Linked DNA regions of Cricetulus griseus: region 1 is linked to region 2. The links are chromatin contacts, called in public Hi-C maps. All regions are on one chromosome and are shown on one strand. Each heading gives the region's core, a stretch centred on a gene start, on an enhancer-like site or on the middle of the called end of the contact. The rest is flanking DNA. Distances are from core to core; before and after follow the strand shown. Region 1 overlaps Syn2 (synapsin-2). Region 2 has its middle 78 kb from the start of Pparg.

Evidence for each region. A called contact is a pair of places that touch in the nucleus more often than the background predicts.
Region 1: a Hi-C map of the CHO-K1 cell line shows a contact between it and region 2, with 3 times the contacts expected there. The contact joins two enhancer-like sites. A contact is called at or near these places in 3 of 8 Hi-C or Micro-C datasets (the CHL-YN cell line and the CHO-K1 cell line).

The regions. Positions count from the first base shown.
Region 1 is chr8:29,558,329-29,561,028 of CriGri-PICRH-1.0, forward strand. Syn2 (synapsin-2) reads right to left here. Exons shown (of 14, transcript XM_035448559.1): 14 at 984-2,700. Among named protein-coding and RNA genes, the nearest start is that of Timp4, 34 kb to the right of the region's middle. Within about 2 kb of position 1,448, at least 2 of the 6 cell types and tissues checked have open chromatin away from gene starts, as enhancers often do. A contact at or near this core is called in the CHO-K1 cell line, where this site is marked.
Region 2 is chr8:29,478,579-29,481,278 of CriGri-PICRH-1.0, forward strand. No RefSeq gene overlaps it. Among named protein-coding and RNA genes, the nearest start is that of Pparg, 78 kb to the left of the region's middle. Within about 2 kb of position 1,448, at least 4 of the 6 cell types and tissues checked have open chromatin away from gene starts, as enhancers often do. A contact at or near this core is called in the CHO-K1 cell line, where this site is marked.

The DNA.
Region 1 (2,700 bases), core at 198-2,697, 80 kb after region 2:
TACAAACTCAGATTTGACTCAGGCTCTTGCCACCAGCTAACATTGTCTTCCCAGTTCCTCCTGGCCTGTTACCTGCCTTGATACACCTCTCTTTAGAAATGTTACACCTCTCCATTTCATTTGTCTCAGGAAGGACATGTTCTAAATGACCGTGGAGACAGGACTAAAGTTCATTTATTTGTCTATGTCACTAACACCCTTCAAAACTGTGGTAAATGTCCTAAGTGCCTGAGCCTCAATTTTCTCGTCTGTAAAGAGGTGGTAAGGCTAATTGCTGCTTTCAGCTGTAAAACTCCAAATTCTTTGCACTCACTCCTCCCCCAGTAAACAGGCCTCCCAATCTTGTGGACTCTTCCCAGCTCTCTCCTACCTACAGTGTAGGTTTTTCTGACCTGGAGCTAGACATGTGCTCCACTGAGACACGTACAGCTTGTTGTCCATCTTACACTGGCGTAACTCATCTTACTCATTCTTTTTCCATATCTTATCAGAACTCATCTGAATTCCTCACATATTTTAAATCATAAAGTAGTCTTATTTATGAATGAGTCACAATATATTATTTAATTCCTTCATGAGGGACAGTTGTTTGTTTCCATGTTTGTTTGTTTGTTTGTTTGTTTTTCCATGTTGCAACCAGGATTCCTTTGCTTCCTTGTGTTGATCAAGTCCCTAGAAGTGTTCAGAAATGAGATTCCTGAAGCATAGCTGGGCACTGGATGTAGTGACCACACATGCTCCCACCAGCAATGTATAAGGGTAGAGTTTCCCACATTCTCATCGATCGCTACCAAGCTTTATTATTTTCCAAGCTGACACCATGATTGCATTCCTTAAGACAGTACACTTGCCTTTTCTATTTACATCATCTCCCCTAATAGTTGTGGATTTTGTGAATGTGGAAACTTTGGGTAGTTCAGTTTTAAATTCTTCCATGAAATTTGTTGAGCTTAATAAGTACACAATAAAGAATTACCAACAAATACATAATGAACAGAATTTATTCACCTTGATCTGGGTGGTGGGGAGCCCCACAAGGGCAGAGATGAAGCTTTTTGTTTGCTCATCTGTGCTGAGGATGTCAGAGAAAATTCCAATAAGCTACAGAGAGGTAATCTAATCTACATGGCAGCCAGTTGGCCTACAGACCAAAGGCTTGGGAATCTACAGCAGACTAGCATCAACCATTTGACCCAACCTTTGATCATTTGACTCACACTATTCACTGGATGTTTGACCATTGTGTGGTACTGTTTTCCAAGACTCTGTGATCATCTTTTTAAATACCAAGAAGTCTGCTTCTCAATGGGACACCCCCACCTCTGGTCCAGATCTATTAGTAGGGGCTGGGTAGAATCCCTGTATCCCTTGACTAGGGTACTGCATGACTGTGGTAAGTGCCTCCCCTTTTTGTTACCCCAACAGTCCTTCCAGGGTGACTCATTTTCTAAATAAGCTACTTGTGGTTTTGGTTTTGACATCACATGTGGAAGAATGAGTAATTTTTTAAGAACCAGAATTATATTTGAACAGAATAAGACACACAGTGCAGGTTACTCATAGTTTTAGGCCAATGGGTCAACACTGGTGACAAGCCCACCCTTGGCTAGGTTTGTATACACTTTATTATATAGTTACCCTATGAAAAAATGATAAAATTATTTCTTATTGACCCTGCAAGATTGATTAAAATATAGCAAAGTGATTAAGACCATGAACCCTATTGCTTGGCTTTCTCTTTGCAGTGTACATATGTGTATGCATCTACATGTGATCACATGTATACAGGGACACGTGCATATGTGTGAACATGTGGAGGACTGAGGTTGATTCTAGATGTCTTTCTTCTTTGTTCTCCACCTTATATATTGAGACAGGGTTTCTGGCCGAATCTTGAACAGTTTCCTCCAGGGATTCCCTGTCCCTGCCTCCCACACACTAGGATTATAGGAAGGCTACCACACCCACCTGGTTTTTATTCCCATGAGTTCTGAGGATCCAAACTTTGATCTTCATACTTGTGTAGCAGGTGCTGTTCCCAAGGAGCCACATTCAGAGCCCCTGTTGTTTGGGTTTCAATCTTAGTTCTACCACTTGACCAACTGGATGACCTTAAACGAGTTATTGAATTTTGACTTGCTGTCATTTCTTCAAACAAAACCTAAGATTTGTGACCCTTCTCCTTCACTAGGATGCAGGTAGAGGCACAGCACTTGCCTAGCATGAGTGAGGCCCTGAGGCCCTGGGATCCATCCCCACGAGAGAGAGGGGAGAGAGAGAGAGATATATTCTGACTCCCCTTGTCTTTCATTTGGCTGTCTGTACCCTAAGTATGTGTACCGTGGAAGGAAGGATGGATGGACATCACCCATCAAGTGCCATTCAATGGGTGAGGTGGGATTCTACTTCTTGCCTTACTTGCCTCGGTCCTTAGATCCTAAAACATGGGATAAATGTGACTCAGAAAGGAGAGCTGGCACCACCAAAATCCATTCTCTGACTTCCTGGAATCCCTGCTTGTGAGCAGGGGCCAGACAGTGGCATTTTTAGGAGTGTTAACTTGTTGAATTCATGTCAATCCAGGGAATTATGTAGCTAAAATGCTAACACACTGATTTTTCTTAAACATGTGTAAATGTGGAATTTATCTTCAGAGCATGAGTAGTCTTTAGAAACACCCTCAGAGAATCATGAAGATGT
Region 2 (2,700 bases), core at 198-2,697:
GGGATTTTTTAAAAATAAAAGTGATTCTGAAAAATGTAGCATCATGAACATGAAGGAAACCAGTCCCTCTAGAGGAAATATTATATTTAATTATTAAAAATAGTTATCACCAAAGTGTTAAAGTAGTCTTAAATTCAATAAAAAATATGAAGTTTCTGGACATTTTAGTTCTATTTTTTAAAGAACTTATATTTTTTTAAAATATAAAAGAATGAGGGACCGATATCTAAAAATTCTTTGGCCTGGAGTTCTGCAGAACTTTAGCCTTCACTGCAGCCATCGTCCTACCGCAGTGATAAGAATACGAAACTTTTACACTTAAAAAACTTTTTTTTCTTAAAAATAAAACTGTCTTTTTTTTCTTCTAGTGAGCTGCAAAAGATTGAGATGACCACCAGTTGCTTCTTAGTTCTTCTCATTGAAGATATAAATTTCAGCAAATTAACTAAGAAATAACACATAACAAGGAGCAAATTTACACAAAACACACGATGAGATAAAAACGGATGGCTTTATAATATTCATCACTCGAGCTAATGTATGAGACTGATATCGAATTTCGTATATTAAAATATTACAGATGTATTTAATTTTAGAGCAAATCTGGTTGAAGAAAGACAGCAGAGATCTTATTTTAAAGTTGAAGCTGAATCTTTTGGAACATCTCTCCAAATGTTCTAAGTATCTATGAGTGTTTCTATGAAACTTTCGAGAGCTATCTCTTTGAGAAGCCATAGAAAATGTCAGTTCCTACACTAGCCAGGTTTTCTAAATCATATAGCACCCGGAGTTATGGTTTCAGTCAGTAATTGATCACTCAGCATGTACAGGAAGACTCTACAGAATACCTGGTATCTGTGGAAGATCTGCCCAAGTCCAAGACTTAAGTTACTCATTTAATAACTCCGGTTAACAATTTGCTTCGTGCCTGATAATAAAGAGTTGACATTACAATAATGAACTTCAAAATCAAGAGGCTTTCCAACTGTTAGCTATCCTACAACTTGGTTCATCGTTGTTTTTTTTTTTTTCTCTCCCTCAAATGATCATTTAATTTTACAGTTTTGTCCTTCATCCTTCTAAGAAGAAAAAACTTCAGCTTAGTCTTGACAGAAGACTGAACTCTTTTTTTTTTTTTTTACTCCTGATGTAAGTGACACTACTCTCCCTACCGTTAGCTTCAGAAGGGAAGCAGATTTCTTACTGTACAACAAGAACACAGTAAAACCATCCTGATACGTACGAACTTGGGGGCAGTTTGGCCACCTCACAACACGCTCCAACGAAACGCGATGACGGTGGGGCCACTCACCTAAGCAATGGGAGTTAAGAAGAATTTAGAGCTGCTGCCTTCTGATCCCCAGCAGAGGTCCAGGCCCCTTCTTGACCTCCCCGCGTCCCTTATATAAAAGCAGCCCTGGCTACTCCCAGTTACAGCCTCCTCACCTTAGGCTCCTCCCCAATCCCAAGCCATAAAGCACCGGAGCTACACACCCACCTTCCACCCCCACCAGGAGGACTGCAGACTCTGGCGGCCTGTCCCTGTGCTCGCCCCCTCGGTGGGACTGTAGGTGGGCGCTGACGGGGCGGGGCCTCCGTGACAGCGAAGCCTGCTTTCCCCACACCTGGGCCAGCTCCGGGCGGGGGCCGCGGGCCAAGTCGCCAGGCTGATCACCGGCACACCCCTCCCCCTCCAGCGCCTCCGGGCTCTGAGCTGCTGCAGTTGAGCCCCACTCTGAAAATTGTCACCGAGATCCGCACAACGCATTCCCCGAGGGAGTTCTGGACCCTGCCGAGTCCAGGCTTTCCTGTCAGGGTCTGGCGGCGCAGCCACCCCGCTCCCAGCTCGCGCTTGCCGGCGCACCCTCACAGGGAGCCTGAGGTGGCTCCGCTGTGACCCTCCACGCCGCACCCGTGCCCCTCAGCCCGAGGGACTGTCACCCCTGTCAGCACACTCGGCCCCCTCGGTGTGAGACGGGTCCTCAGCCGAGACCCCCCCCCCCGCACTCCGTCTCAGTCCCCAATCCCGCCCGGCTATCATGCTCGCTCGCTCGCTCGCTCTTCTAGTGACTTTTCCTCAGCCGGTGTTCCTCTCAGACCCAGACTCTCGGCACCTCGTTTGTCATATTTGGTCCTCACAGAGTGTGACTTTTTAGCCGTGTCCCCCCCCCCAGTTAAGATTCTGTCACTTTGTCACACTCACGGTCCTGTCAGAGTTTGACTTTCCAACCCGCGCGTCCCCTCTGGTCGGACCCGGGCTAGGCTGTCTGTCAGTCACATAGTCCTGTCAGAGTGTGACTTCTCAGCTCGTGTCCCCTCAGCTCGGACCCGGCCACTTTGTCAGTCAGATCCCGTCCCCTCAGGCCGAGACCCCCTCACCTTGTGTGTCACACGGTCCTGTCAGTGCGACGACTCCTCAGCCGGGTTCCCTTCAGCCAGGACTCCCGCCGTCAGGCTGTCAGTCTCCCAGGGTCCTGTCAGAGTGTGACTTCTCAGCCGGTCACCTTGTCGTCACACTCGGTCCCCTCAGGCCGCGCACGACCCCGCACCCCAGCGCAGCGCCTCAGGTTTCTCCTTCCGCGTCCCTCCTGCCCGCCGCGTGGCCCCAGGCGACTCTGACCCAAGGCGGCGGCGGCTTGGCGGGCGCTGAGCGTCCCCGCGGCGGACTCGACCGGAGCGCCCCAGGCAGCTGCCGCTCCG